2 separate regions of the Sus scrofa genome follow, and region 2 is linked to region 1. A link is a contact called in public Hi-C data. All regions are on one chromosome and are shown on one strand. Each heading gives the region's core, a stretch centred on a gene start, on an enhancer-like site or on the middle of the called end of the contact. The rest is flanking DNA. Distances are from core to core; before and after follow the strand shown. Region 1 overlaps FAM117A (protein FAM117A). Region 2 has its middle 4.8 kb from the start of TAC4.

Region 1 (7,479 bases), core at 1,541-4,040:
AGCCGCCCCAGGTCCGACGTACCTTCTCCTTGGACACCATCCTCAGCTCCTACCTTCTGGGCCAGTGGCCACGAGATGCTGATGGGGCCTTCACCTGCTGTACCAATGACAAGGCCACCCAGGTAATGAAGCGCTCTGCTCATGGGCTGAGGGGTAAGGATGGGGCAGTGGGCTGGCTGAGGCGGCCTTGGGGCTGCTTACCAGCACTTGGTCAGAGACATGACCTGCCCCGGGCTTTGGCCACACATCGTCACCATGTAGCTTTTCATCCTCTCATCTTTACCAGTTTGATTCTCTCCATAAACTTACCTGAAAATGAATCTCCATTAACTTACCTGAAAATGAATCTCCATTCTACCTGACTGGTGGGAAAGAGAAGTCAATCTGGGTTTATCCATTTGGCTTTGAGTTTTCATGTGCAGGTAAGCACAGCTGATCTGGGGATTTATCCTAGGTTTCAAAAAATGACATGCCAAAAAATTGATGGCATTCTCATCGTGGCTCAGCGGAAACGAATCTGACTGGAATCCAGGAGGACGCAGGTTCGATTCCCTGGTCTCGCTCAGTGGGTTAAGGGTCCAGCGTTGCTGTGAGCTGTAGTGTAGGTCACAGATGCGGCTTGGATCTGGCGTTGTGGTGGCTGTGGTGTGGGCTGGCGGCTGCAGCTCCAGTTGGACCCCTGGCATGGAAACTTCCACATGCTGTGGGTGTGGCCCTAAAAAGACACACACACACACACACACAAAAGAGGATGTTTACCTTGTTAAAACAAGTCAACATTCAATGGAGTTAATTTATCCCCAGACAACTGGAAAGGGTGGCCAAAAAGTCTTGAGCCACGATAGGTCCCACTGGAGCAACGGGAAAGTTCTCAGATAATGGAGAGTTGATCCCTAGTCAGCAGCCCGCTCCAGCACTGCACTGGATCCGTTTGAGTCCTGTGGAGGCCAGGTCCCCTCCTTCAGGATTTTTCCTCACAATAGTCTTTTCACGAAGAATCCTAAACTTGGAAGGGATCTCCATCAATCATCCAGCCCATGGGGCAGTTTTGGAATGAGGTAGTGTTAGCCTAAGCAGTCATCTCGTTTGTAAAATTATTTTATTTATTTATTTATTTTTTAGTGCCACACCCATGGCATGTGGAGTGGTCCCAGGCTAGGGGTCTAATTGGAGCTATAGCCACCGGCCTACGCCACAGCCACAGCAACGCAGGATCTGAGCTGTGTCTGCGACCTACACCACAGCTCACAGCAACGCCAAATCCTTAACCCATTGAACAAGGCCAGGGATCAAACCTGCAACCTCATGGTTCCTAGTCGGATCCATTTCCACTACACCACGACGGAAACTCCATATCTTGTGCTTTTATTTATGGTTTTATAGTTAAGCAAGTCTGCTTTGTTCTTTTTTTTTTTTGTCTTTTTAGGGCTGCACCCGCGGCATGTGGAGGTTCCCATACCAGGGGTCCAATCCGAGCTGCGCCTGCCGGCCTACACCACAGCCATAGCAACATGGGATCCGAATCGCGTCTGAGACCTACACCGCAGTTCACAGCAATGCCAGATCCTTAACCCATGGTGGGGATCGAACCTGAAACCTCATGGTTCCTAGTCAGATTCATTGCCGCTGTGCCACTGTGGGAACTCTGTATGTGAAATTATACAAAGGTATTTCTTCATCCGACTCAGAACTTCAACCTTCTCAGCAGTGACGTTTTGAAGAGTCAACTCTTCTCTCACTTTTGTGGCAGTTTAAACCCATTCCTGTTCAGCTTCCGAACAAATGAGCTGTTCTCAGGAAAGAGGAAACAGGGTGGGGAGAACACAGGCTCAGAGGCAGCCCGAATCCTGGGGGATGCCAGGCCAGCCGCCCTTCCTTCACCCGCTGCTGGAGCGTGCCTGCCCCGCCTGCGTCGTCGGAGGTGGGGTGGCGGCCAAATGGCAAAGGGTTTTCTGCTCTCACGTCCCCCGTCGTGCTCTGCTGAGCACATCGCGTCGTCAGCCGCTTTCTTTTATTTATTTTTTAAATGAGATCCGTTTTCAGATGTTATTAGTGAATGTTTGAATGCCCAGTCCTGTTCTTGGCAGGTCGGAGGGAAGAACCAGGAAATGAGAACAAGATTTGGCCTTGGTGAGTCTGGATGCCAGCTCCATGAAGGCCAGGGAACGGAGCGCCGAGTGTCTGGCACAGTTTACAGGAGGGGGCTTCTCCTGGGAACACACCACCTTGGACCAACAAGAGTTTGCCGCAGTTAAAAACCGATGGCGCTCTTTCACTCTGGGGAGAGGTTTGAAGGGGGAGCACGCCCCACGTAGCAGGCAGAGTAGGCCGACTTCTTGGGAGCCCGGGTCACTGCTGATCCCTGCCCCCCCACCCCCAAAAAGGGCAAGGGGGGTAGGTTATGCTTCCCATTCACAGGCCTGGAGCACACACCCCTTTCTTTTTCCCGAGGAATGTTTAGTCCAAGCGTGTCTAGTCATGGAGGGCTTCCTGGAGGAGCAGGACTTGAGGTTGCTTCCAGTGGTGTAAGCTCATGCTGGCATCCCCCTTCATCAGACATGGGCTCCCACGCAGCTCCCTGCCTCCATCCTCGTATCCCTGTATCCCTCTCATTTCTTGCTACCAGCCTTCTAGGAAGCCCCCACCCCACTCCTCAGATAGCATTCTCTTTGTCAACTCAGGGCAGGCTTGGCCTCAGATGTTCTCTGGCCGGATTGAGAGGCATGGGCTCTAGGCTGTGTGTTTTTGCTCAGGCTCCAGCTGCAGGCCAGATCTTTTATGTAACAAGTCTGGGCTTCTTGCCACAGCAAGACAGAGGTCAGCGATGCGCCTCCGTGGGTCTGGCAAGGCCAAGCCATGCAGCTTTCCTCTTTCCCTGGGATGGGCTCCAGCCCTCGAGGAACTCTTAGCAACCTGTCAATATTGTGGCTGCAGTCAGGAGATGGGAGAGTTCTGATCAACGTAGGCATCCCAGCCCAAGTATGCACTCTGCCCCATCTTTCATTCCTGGCCTCCTGGGAATTTTCTGCTTCTAGGTTTTGGGCTGCATTCAAATGCCTGCTTGAGCGCCCTGGCCTGGCACAAGCTACCTCCTTCAACACTGGCGTTGATGCCATGAGACCTGAGCCGCTCCCTCAATCACAGATGCCCCTTCCCAGCTCAGCCCGACCTCACCCAGAAAGGACTGGGGATGAGGGAGAGGTTTTCTGGGGAGATGGAAGAGCAGAGGGGAGGTAGGGAGGCAGGATCTAACAAAGCCCTTGAAAGCTTTTAAGTTGCTAAAAATAAGGGATGCCAGCGCCTTTCCCTCATGCCTCTGAGCTCGAGGCGGGGCTGTTCCCACCCCTCCCCTCCCCTTCTGTGCCTTCTCTTCTGGCCACACCAGTGTGGTACATCCACGCCTCTGGCAGGCCCTCCCTTCTGCCCCCCACCCCAACTCACATCCTGAGCCAGCTGTGGAATGTGTCTCTGGACACAGCCTGGCCCTCCCGGGGCAGAGCTTGCAGGAAGGACAGCAGCCGAGCAGCTTGGCTTCCCCCCACCCGCCCCCTGCCACCACCAGCACCCAAGCAAGGAAGAGCCCTGCAAGTTTCATGGCCGAAGACCTGCCATTTAGACATCCAGGCACACTGCGTCCTTAAGGCTTCTTACAAGGCAAGAGGTGGGGTTAAAAGCCCTGGGTTTTTGAACAAAGCAGGTGGCCACCTGTCCTGCTGTTCCCTCCCTGGGCTCAGCTGGGGCTTAAGCTCATAGGCAGGCACGAAGGATAGCATGGGTGGTTCCCAGGCAATTTAGAGTCTGACATGGAGCGCTGGCTTCCCCAAATATCGGGGGCAGGTGAGGGAGAGAGATGGATGGATCTTATTCGGGAAATGGCTTGTGGATGCGGTGATGAGTGATGGTGTGCTTCGGGGCTGCTGCCTGCTCTGAGCCAGGGTACACGACGGGAGCAGGGTGGCCAGGTCGCCCGGGGGACAGCTTGGTGGCTGTTAGGAAGCACTTGGGTGCAGTGGGAGCTGGACACGGAGGGGCCAGTCAGCAAGGACTAGGAAGGCTCTCGGGTGATGTCACCATTATCTAGAGGTTTCTTTGCGCCTCGGAGGATTGTCTAGGTCAATCTCAACATGCTTCCCCTTTTCTGGAGTGCCCTCCACCGGGTCAGCTGGCCTCTCAGAGCTGGCCCCCAAGCGCTTTGAGCTGGGCTTTTCTGGCGCTGGGCCACGGTGGGCGATGGCCACACAGGCAGGTGGTTGCGGTCGCCCCCGCCCTCCTTGCTGCGAGTCTTCTCACACTTTTCTGGAGGGAGGAAGTGGTCTCACCACAGCTGGGATGACTGTTAGAGCCCAGTTCCCCCGCTGGTGTTCTCATCGTGCAGACAGACAGGACCCTGGGTGCCCGCTCCACCTGGCCCCTGGTCCTGCCCATCCCTGGCCCCGATTCCTCCCAGGTGCCAGGTCCGGTGGGGAAGGCCTTTCTGATCAACTTTTGTTCCTTTAGGCCTGAGTTACCCTTTGGGGGAAAAAAATGAGCTTAAATCCCTGACACACTTCTTGGAGTGTCCTGAAGGCCAAGGGCAGAGGTGGCATGCTTTGTTGGGGAAGACTTCCCTTGCCCTGACTTTCCTACCTGTAAGCCGGCCTCCTCCTTTTCCCAGCCCAGTGCCTCAGCATGTGGTGATGACACACGATTCAGCCCGCTCATCACAGCCTTTCTTTGCAGGTGTCAGGGCCCGGGCCCAGTGCCTGTTTCCAGGACTGATGAGCAGGACTGGTCAACAGCACAGAATATTTGCAAATAGGTTCATGATGGAAAATCTGAGGGTCACACAGTCACCACAGGGCCAGGGATGATGGCCTTGGCCACCTGCAGCCAGCGTTCCCGGTGCTGGCCGGCAGACCACCCTCAGAGCCCTTCCTGCCTCTTTTTCGAGCCAGAGTCCCTCGGGGCTGATTCCCTGCTGGATTTCTTTCTTTCTTTTTTTTTTTTTTTTTTTTTTTTTCTATTTCTTTGGGCCGTTCCTGCAGCATATGGAGGTTCCCAGGCTAGGGGTCGAATTGGAGCTGTAGCCACTGGCCTACACCAGAGCCACAGCAACACGGGATCCGAGCCGCGTCTGCAACCTACACCACAGCTCACGGCAACGCCGGATCATTAACCCACTGAGCAAGGGCAGGGACCGAACCCGACCCTCATGGTTCCTAGTCGGATTCGTTAACCACTGTGCCACGACGGGAACTCCATCCCTGCTGGATTTCGGTTCCACCGCGTAGTTACGGAGCATCAGTGCTAGGCCAGGCACCACGCCGCTCTTCACATCTGCGGGGGTACACTGGTTATGTTCCCAGGACCCAGCCAAAGTCACAGGAGACAGCGCGGACCAGGACTCTTCCTTGCCTCAGCAGCCGGATAGGAACTTGGTCGGGTCGGGGGCAGAGAAACAGGTTCCAGTGGGGGTGGGATCTTGGCTCCATCCCACCCCTGCCTTCTTGTTACATCAGGCTGCTCTTTGGAAGGCCGTCCACGCCTCCCCCAGTGATCCCCCGTGTTGCTCTGGGATTTCAGACTCCCGGGCAAAGCTTCCTTGGTCTAACCCACATCCAGTTTTGCATAATCCGAGCATCATCTGCTTAGTTGGCTAGTGAGGAGCCCCGCTTCTCCCTCGGCTGCTCCCCCTGGGCCAGGGTGTTAAAATACATCTGTTCCATTGCATGAGTCCCTTTGACAAACATGGCTGCCCTGCTGAGCTCAAGCTTTATCCTGCTCGCAAAGGGCCGTCTGGAACGACTACTTGTGGTGCCGTTGCTCAGCATGGCTTGGCCCCTGCTGTGTCCTGAAGGGTCCCTCTTTGAAGGGTAGCCTTCCTTAGCTGTGATATTTCTGGGCTCCCAGGAAACCTTGGCCCAGATGTCTGTGGTGAGATGCAGGAGGAGGGGGTCTGTCCACCCAGGGGTGCTGGAAATCAGGGGCGGGGCATGGTCCCCACGCCTGATGCTCCCAGTTCTGTGGGAGGGGCCAAAGCCCACCCTGAGCACGTGCCTGCCTGAAGAATCCTTAAGCCCAGCATGTAAAGAGCTTCGAATGTATAATAACCTACTGTATTAGGTTCTGGAGGCTGATATAACAAATTACTTCAAACTTAGTGGCTTAAAACAGCAGAAATGTATTCTCTCACCATTCTGGAGGCCAGAAATCTGCATTCCATTCCACCAGGCCAAGATCAAGGTATTGGCAGGGCTGTGCTCTCTTTGGAGGCTCCCTGGGAGACCTGTTCCTTGCCTCTTCCAGCTTCTGGTGGCTGCCAGCTTTCCTTGGCTTGTGGCCACATCACCCCTGTCTCTGCCTCCCTGGTCACATGGCCTCGTCTTCTTCTGTGAGTGTCTGATCTCCCTCTGTCTCCTGCTCCTAAGGACACTTGAAACAACATGCAGGGCCCTCCAGGATAAGCCGGGGTGCTCTTCCCATCTTAAGGTCCTTAACTTAAGCGCTTCTGCCGAAACTTTGCCCCATAAGGTAATATTTATGGGTTCCAGGGACTAGGACCTGATTTCTTGGGGGGTCATTTTCTACTTGTCCACCTGCTGACCTCATCTCTTCTGCTCGTGGCTCGCTGTGCCCCAGCCACGCCGGCCTCCTTGTCATTCTCGAATGTACCCAGATTCACTCCTTTGCACTTGACTCTGCCCTCCATCCGGGTTGCTTTCACCTCCGATATTCACACAGCTCCCTCCTCACCTCCTTTGTGTTCCCATCAGATGTTAACCTTTTCACTGAACACTTCCCTGACATTTAAAATCATGTTCCCCCGCCCAGCCCTCCTAGCCCTTTTGTCCTTTTTTAGGCCTGCATCTGTGGCATATGGAGGTTCCCAGGCTAGGGGTCTAATCAGAGCTGTTGCCGCCAGCCTACGCCACAGCCACAGCAGCACCAGATCGGAGCCGCATCTGCGACCTACACCACAGCTCAGGGCAACGCCGGATCCTTAACCTACTGAGCAAGGCCAGGGATCGAACCCACAACCTCATGGTTCCCCACTGGATTCGTTTCTGCTGCGCCACGATGGAACTCCTCCTAGCCCTTCTTTGCTATACTTTTTCTTCTTAGTACCTAGCACTGTTTAAACTAGACTAGAATGTCAACGCAAAGGGGACAAGGATTTTTGTCAGTCTGTGCCTTGTCGTGTCCCCAGCCCCTGCAGCACTGCCTGGCACACAGTCTGCATTGGGAAACTCTTCGCTGAGTGAGTTTACGCTGAATGACGTATACCCTGAACCCCTCCGAAGAGAAGAGATGCAGAGGGAAGCAGCAGGTCATGTGGGATGGACAAGTTAGAAAGGGCTTCCTGAGAGCTGGTCAGTGGGGAGCTGAGATGGGGAGGCCAGGCTTAGAGGTCAAGGGATAAGGAAAGAAAAAGGAGCTGGAGCTGGATTTGCTGGTAGGACAGGGAGCCAGGGACGGGGAGCTCACGGATGGAGGATAAGA
Region 2 (7,479 bases), core at 2,873-5,372, 120 kb before region 1:
TAAGATCCAGCATTGCCTCAACTGCGGCTTAGGTTGTCACTGCAGCTTGGATCTGATCTCTGGCCTGGGAACTCCATATGCTGCAGGGTGGCCAAAAATGAGGGGAAAAAAATATAGATATATGTTTTTCATGTTTTAAAATTCTCTGTAGATACAATCATACTCTAGGTATCCTTCTGCAACTTTCGTTAGTCGAATATTATATGAGTTTTATCCACAGTTGATAAACTTTAGTTCATTCATTTTCACTGCTGTGTGGTATTCCACTGCCATATTGATTTATCCATTTCCCTGCTAATGGATATTTAGATTAATTTTGATCTTGTCTTAAATTGGAAAAGTAATACACACATATAATCTCATTGTAAAATATTCAAATCAGGAGTTCCCTTCATGGCTCAGCTGTTAACGAACCCAACTAGGATCCATGAGGATGCAGGTTCAGTCCCTGGCCTTGCTCAGTGGGTTAAGGATCCAGCATTGCCATAAGCTGCGGCATAGGTTGCAGATGTAGCCTGGATCCCGCATTGCTGTGGCACAGGCCAGCAGCTACAGCTCCCATTCAACCCCTAGCCTGGGAATTCCATATGTCGAAGGTGTGGCCCTTAAATAGCAAAAAAAAAAAAAAAAAAAAAAAAAAAGAACAATAAAATATTCAGATCATACTGGGCATGGAATAGATGATGGAAAATGCTCTTTACCTGCTATCCATCTCAAAAGTTACCACTACAACCACCCATGTGTACTTCACAGCCCTTTTTCTGGATATTAACATATGCATATTGGTTTATCAACTGGCCCCTTCATCTCCTCAGGTTCCAAATTCACAGACTCAGCCAACTGTGGATTGAAAATATTCGGGAAAAAAATTCCGTAGAGTTCCAAAAAGCAAAATTTAATTTGCTATGTGACAGCAACTATTTCCATACCATTTACATTGTACTGATGGCTATTTGCAGAGCATTTACATTATAAGTAATCTAGCGATGGTTTAAAGTATAGGGCAGGAGGTAGGTAAGCTAGTGTGTAAGGTGCATGCAAAGACTATGCCATTTTATATAAGGGACCTGAGCGTCCTCAAATTGTGGTGGTCCTGGAACCCAACCCCATGGATCTTGACACACAATAGTATGCATGTGTCTTTTATAAGCACCTCTTGCTTTGGTGTCTAGCCCTCTTTTTTTTTTTTTTTTTTTTTTTTTTTGGTCTTTTTGCTTTTTCTAGGACTGCTCCCGCGGCATATGGAGGTTCCCAGGCTAGGGGTCGAATCGAAGCTGTAGCCACCGGCCTACACCACAGCCACAGCAACTCGGGATCCGAGCCGCGTCTGCGACCTACCCCACAGCTCACGGCAACCCTGGATCCTTAATGCACTGAGCGAGGCCAGGGATCAAACCCGCAACCTCATGGTTCCTAGTCGGATTCGTTAACCATTGTGCCACAATGGGAACTCCTAGCCCTCTCTTCCATCCCAATGCACCCATTCTTCTAAATTCTCCTTTTCACACCACCCCCTTGTCCATCCCCAGCCTCTTAAATCCCGAGGCTGCTCAGATCGCCAGCTTTAACTTCTTTATTCTCATCTCCCCTCTGTTATCTTGGTCTCCCCTAGCTTCACCTGCTCAGTCCCCTGACCTCCTTAAAGCTCCATGACCTTGTCCCCCAGGCTCTGAGAAACTCCCAGCCTCCTCTCTTGCACACTCACAGACCTTTCAAACTCTCAGACTGTCCAAAGTGCTACACACCAGCAGCTCCCCACCCTCCCAGAGGGGCTCCCCTTCTTCTTCGCCAGCCCAGTGCTTTCCTCACCCCTCCCTCCAGACCTCAGACCTGCTGACACCCTTTGCAATGACACAAACAGTCCTCTTCTCCCCAGCCCTAGGTCCACAATGTCCGCTATAGACAATCACAATCACTTCCTCAAAGTTTTCTTCCTTGTCTCCAGCTCCTCAATGAGGGAAGGAGGATCGGGGAACCCATGAAAGGAAACAAACACAATCCCCACATAACTCCTTTCTTCCAAAACCTTCCATGGCTCCCCAGTGTCTGCCAGATAAAACCCACATGCCTCGACCTGGCATTCAAGGCTTCATCTCTTCATTCCCCGATCCTTAGGCAGCCTCTACAGAGTCTCACTGAGAGCTCAGATGTTCCAGCCCGGGTGAGCAGGACAGGGGCCAACCCTGAGTCCCATGCCCCCGTCCCCCATCAGCCAAGTTACCCAACCCATGGGCTGCCTCCAGCCTCCTCCCTGAACCGAGAAACAAACTGTTCTGCAGACAGTGGGCTCTGGAGGTTCCACTTGGTCAACTCAGGAGAGTACGTGGTACTTATATTTTCAATTAGCTTGTTTGCTTTTCTGCCACCCTCACCCACCAAGATCCAGCAAGAAAAGGCCAACTGGAAGCATGAGCTTCTCCTCGCCCACTAATGGGGTCAGACTCCAGACGCCTGGATCACACAGAGGCGCTGGGAGACGCAAGCACAAGGAGAGACTTCACCGCACATGTCAGGCAAGGGCCGAGGCAGAACCATGTCCCCCTACCAGGGGGACTCGAAACGCCTCCCTCAGCACCCAGGCCTGAAGCTTCTGAACCCTAAACTTTAAGGTCAGGCACACTGAACCTTGTCTAAGAGACTTGGCCACAAGGAGCTCCTGGTCCGACAGGAGAAACCCAGTCCTGTCCTTAAGAAACTCTCAATCCAATGACACAATGTCAGGGAAAGCTGAAATGGTTTTCCTTAATCTGGCTTGCCTGTGACATAGGGATGAGTGTTATTGTTTAATTATATTATTCATAGCAGTAATTATTGCTACCATTTGTTAAGGCCATAGTCCTGACTTAAATTATTATTATTATTTTTTTTTTTTTTTGCTTTTTAGGGCCGCACCTGCAGCATCTAGAAGTTCCCAGGTTAGGGGCTGAATCAGAGCTACAGCTGCTGGCCTACACCACAGCCACAGCCACACAGGATCTGAGCCACATCTTCGACCTATACCACAGCTCACGGCAACGCAGGATCCTTAACCCACTGAGTGAGGCATCCTCATGGATACTAGTTGGGGTTTGTTACCACTGAGCCATGACAGGAACTCTGATAGGGGCTGTTTAAATCATTCTCAGAAAAAAATTAAAAAGGAAATACATCAATAAAAAAAATAAATCATTCTCAGGACTCAGAATTTTGAAACCGGGCTATCTATACCTTCAGGGCCTCCCAGAGACCTTCAGGATATTATTGAGAGGCTAGAAATGCCCAAAGGAAGGCAGGCTGGGGCTAAATTGTCTGCCACGCATACACAAGAGGGCTAAGGCTCGTTTGCTCCATCTGCGACCTGTGCTTGGAGAGACCCACTTTTCCAAACCCAACGTGTTTTGTCTAGGACAAGTGTGGGTCAAGGGGTCCAGGAGTCTTCTCTTCCCCCATGCCCTTGCCATGGCCCCTTCCACACTGTTAAACGTGTTCAAACGTTCATCTGTTTCTTTCATCTGTGTCCTGGGGTAACGCCCATGAGGTAAGGTACGTAGCAAATCCAGAATCAATGAATGAATGCATGAATGTGACCTCAAAGATTCGCAGTAAAGTCATGGCCTCTGGAAGGATCCACAGAGTGCAAAGACTATTGCCCCCGTCATGCACTCCCGGCTACTTTTACCCTTTCATTGGAAGGATGGCGCTGCCCGCCCGCAGGAAGCTCGCCTCCTCTGATGGCCCAGCCCCTCCTTTACCTCCCGCCTCTCTATGCAAGGGACAGACCCTGAGACCTGGACTCAGCTCTTGCCGGCGCCTGGATCTGCCAACTCGGAGTTGGCGGGGTAGGGGGTGGGGATCGGGCTTCAGAAGAAGCCTCCACATGGGGGCGCTGGAAGGGCGCGGGAAAGACGGAAGCAAGGTCCCGGCGGCATCCTCTGGGCTGGGGGAACCCAGATCGCCAGCTCCCCCAGCTCCCCTTCCCGCCCGGGCCCTTCTCCGTCGTGGGGAAAGAGCCCGCGGCGGGGAGGCCGATCAGGTTCCCGACTCTGCCACTTCCCAGCTTGGGCGGCCTGGCCCGAGGCACCCAGCCTCCCGGAGCCGGCCAGTCGTCCCACCTCCTTTGGACGCATTCGGCGCTCTGGAAACGTCAGCTTCCTGCCCGCATCCCGCCCTCGGCTCGTGTTTCCCCCGTCTCTGCTCTCCTCCCTCGTGCGTCCTTTCTCCTCCCGGCTCCGCAATCTTAGCCAAACCGCAGCCTTTAGCAATCGCGCGCGCCCACCCGGCGCCCGGGCAGCCTCGCCGCGGCCGCGACCCACCCCGCGGTCCGCCCGCCGCCCGCGCGCCGCCCGCTCTGCCAGCCTTGTCCCCTGCTCAGCCTCGGCGCCCCGACCCTTCGCCGGGCCGCGAGGTTGGGGCGAGGAGAGACGCGCTGGCCAGGGCCGTGCCCGGGTGGCCGAGGGCACCGGGCGGGGCGGCGGGCTCGGCTGCCGGGGGCCGCAAGCGCCAGCCCGACCGCAGCCCGAGGGCAAGGCTGCAAATAGCCGCGGTTTCCAACCCGTGCCCGGCCTCCCTCCCGGCCTTCCGGACCTTTGGGATTTTCTCTTCCTTCTTCCTGCCGTCCTCTCCTCTGCCCGGTGGCCCCTTCCTGCACCCTCCTCCCTTCCCGTGCACCCACCACACCCCGTCCCACGCAGCCAGCCGGGGCCAGGAGACCAGCGCTGAGGTCCAGGGCCCCAGAAGTCGAATAATCACAAAAACTAAGTTAGGATTAATTGAGCACATATTATGCGCACTGACAGAGTCCTTTAAGGGCGGGCATCCGTGAAGTATTTCCCACCACTAGTTGAGGGGTGGCTCCAGTTTGCAGAGGTTCAAAGAATGCCTTTGGGGAGTTCCCATCATGGCTCAGTGGTTAATGAATCCGACTAGGAACCATGAGTTTGCAGGTTCGAGCCCTGGCCCCACCCAGTGGGCCGGGGATCCTGCGTTGCCTGAGCTGTGGTGTAGGTCACATATGCAGCTCGGATCTGGCCTTGCTGTGGCTGTGGTGTAGGCTGGTGGCTTCAGCTCTGGTTGGACTCCTAGCCTGGGAACCTCCATAGGCCCCGGATTTGGCCCTAGAAAAAGACGAGGGGAAAAAAAAAAAAGTGTTCTTGGGTCCTAAGGCCACCTTGTTTGGACCTGCAGAATGGGGAAACCCTCTCCCCCTGCCCAGAGGCCCATGCTGTAACTCTGCCTCCAACCCTGAGCTGCTAACTGTTGTGGGCTAAGGCCCAGGAGGAAGGTGGGAAGCTACTGACAGGGATCCTGGGATGCTAGTTGGCCCCAAATCTCAGTGTAACCTAGAGCAAGCCCAGCCTGCTAGCTTGAGAAACCCAGTGTTAGTTTCCCCATCTGTAAATCGAAAGGTCTGCTTGTCCCTGTAAGGGCGAACTTGTTAACAACAGTGGAACATGAGCTATGAAGTGCCCTGCCCTTGGGACAGTTCAGGGGATGGGGGCTGTGTTGATTCCCAGACCAGGGTTGGCTCCATCTCAAAGCGTGGAGCTGGGCAACCTGCATTTTAGCAAATGCAGGGATTCCGAAACCATCGGGCTGGGATTCACCAAAGAGATTCCTGGAAGGGAGCGGAGGGTGTGTGAGAAGCTGTCCTCCCCAAACCACACTTGCCCTTCTTCATCTCTGCCTTCACCAGTCTGGACTCCTGTTGTGTGCCAAGCACACATACCGCACCGCCCCACTCTCAGAGCGCTCGTGGCATAAAACGGCAGACTGGCAGGGTTGTCCTCAGCCCAGCTGGCCCCTCTGGGAGAAGTGGAGCCAGACACCTTGCTGGGCATGGGTGGTGCGGGTGGTAGAGGTACTGAAGCCTTGTGCCAGGCTGTGTGGTGCAGTGAGCAGAGCGAGTTTCACCTCCACACCCCCCTCAGCAGCCTCCTCTGTGACCACAGCCCGTGCAGAGGTGCAAGGAGCTGTGAGGAAGAGCTCTTGGGAAAGCGCAGGAGAGGAGCCAATTGATTCTTGCTGGAGTCAGGACTAGAGACAAGAACTCCACGGAGGGGATGGCCATGAAGCAGACCTTTAAGGATGGATGGGAGTTTGCCAGGTGGAAAATGATGTCCAGGCAGAGGCCACAGCAGAGGACAGATCATGGAGGCGAGGACTCTTGTCCTGTCTGGGACCAGGTGGTGGCGCTATCTGGGGGCAGGAAGTGGGCAGACGGGGAAGGGGTGAGGGGGTGCCACCTTCTCTCGATCCCACCTCTATGCGGGCACAGAGCAAACTGAATGTTGCTTATCTGCCAACCAGAGGTCTGCTTTCCTAGAGACTGTGAGATGCTGAGGGTCAGGGACTGCGTCTTGTTCAATTTTCTATTGAATGTTTCTATTCAATAACTACCGTTGAACTATTATTGACACCGGGTGTGGCCAGTGTCAGTAATAGTAACAGTAATGATAGTTAACTGGTATTAAATATTTCCCACCCTGGGGACTTCCCATTGTGGCGCAGTGGTTAACGAATCCGACTAGGAACCTTGAGGTTGCGGGCTCGATCCCTGGCCTTGCCCAGTGGGTTAAGGATCCGGCATTGCCGTGAGCTGTGGTGTAGGTTGCAGACGCAGCTCGGATCCCGCTTTGCTGTGGCTGCGGTGTAGCCTGGCGGCTTCAGCTCCAATTAGACCCCTAGCCTGGGAACCTCTATATGCCGTGGGTGAGGCCCTAGAAAAGACCAAAAAAAAAAAAAAAAAAAAAATTCCCATCCTGCCCTATGCTGGGTGCTCCACGGGCATTGTCCAATTTCACCCTCAAACAGCTTTGGAAAGATGTGCTATTAATAATCTCGTTTTACGCATGAGGATTGCCGAGACCAGCTCAGCAGGATGGGGCTGAAGAACATGGGTGCTGTGGAACTTAAGGAAAAGAGTTAACATAAAACAAGATACAGAGACAGTAAAGGTGGGAACCGGGGGACTCAAGGTCTCAGGGACCAAGAGCCCTGCCTCAAACAACCACACGCTTTTGTTGTGCTGTTTAGATGAGATTAAGTGAGGAGGGGCTATGGGTGGAGGATATAGGGTTTGTTTACTATTTTATAAATTCTTTTACTATTTTCAAAGCCACTTAGCTGGTAGAAGGTTAAGCTTTTACTCTGACTTTTAGGCATATAACAGTCTTTTTTTCTTTCTTCTTTTTTTTTTTTTTTTTTTTTTTTGTCTTTTTTGACTTTTCTAGGGCTGCTCTCATGGTGCATGGAGGTTTCCAGGCTAGTGGTCTCATCAGAGCTGTAGCTGCCTGCCTACACCAGAGCCACAGCAACACTGGATCCAAGCCACGTCTGCAACCTATGGGTAGATGCTGGAAGGTTGTAGGCAGGGAGAGGCAGTTCAAGCTAGGGGGTTTTTTTGTTTGTTTTTTTTTTTGTTTGTTTTTTGACTTTTTTATTTTTTGTCTGGGGTGGCACAAAGAAGTTTCCAGGCTAGATGTTGAATCGGAGCTGCAGCAG

Evidence for each region. A called contact is a pair of places that touch in the nucleus more often than the background predicts.
Region 2: a Hi-C map of skeletal muscle shows a contact between it and region 1, with 7 times the contacts expected there. The contact joins two enhancer-like sites. A contact is called at or near these places in 3 of 47 Hi-C or Micro-C datasets (heart right ventricle, mesenteric adipose tissue and skeletal muscle).

Annotation. Positions count from the first base shown.
Region 1 is chr12:25,906,597-25,914,075 of Sscrofa11.1, reverse strand. It overlaps FAM117A (protein FAM117A), which reads left to right. Exons shown (of 8, transcript XM_003358095.5): 2 at 1-122. Among named protein-coding and RNA genes, the nearest start is that of SLC35B1, 22 kb to the right of the region's middle. Within about 2 kb of position 2,790, at least 25 of the 83 cell types and tissues checked have an H3K27ac peak or open chromatin away from gene starts, as enhancers often do. A contact at or near this core is called in skeletal muscle, where this site is marked.
Region 2 is chr12:26,025,699-26,033,177 of Sscrofa11.1, reverse strand. No RefSeq gene overlaps it. Among named protein-coding and RNA genes, the nearest start is that of TAC4, 4.8 kb to the right of the region's middle. Within about 2 kb of position 4,122, at least 61 of the 83 cell types and tissues checked have an H3K27ac peak or open chromatin away from gene starts, as enhancers often do. A contact at or near this core is called in skeletal muscle, where this site is marked.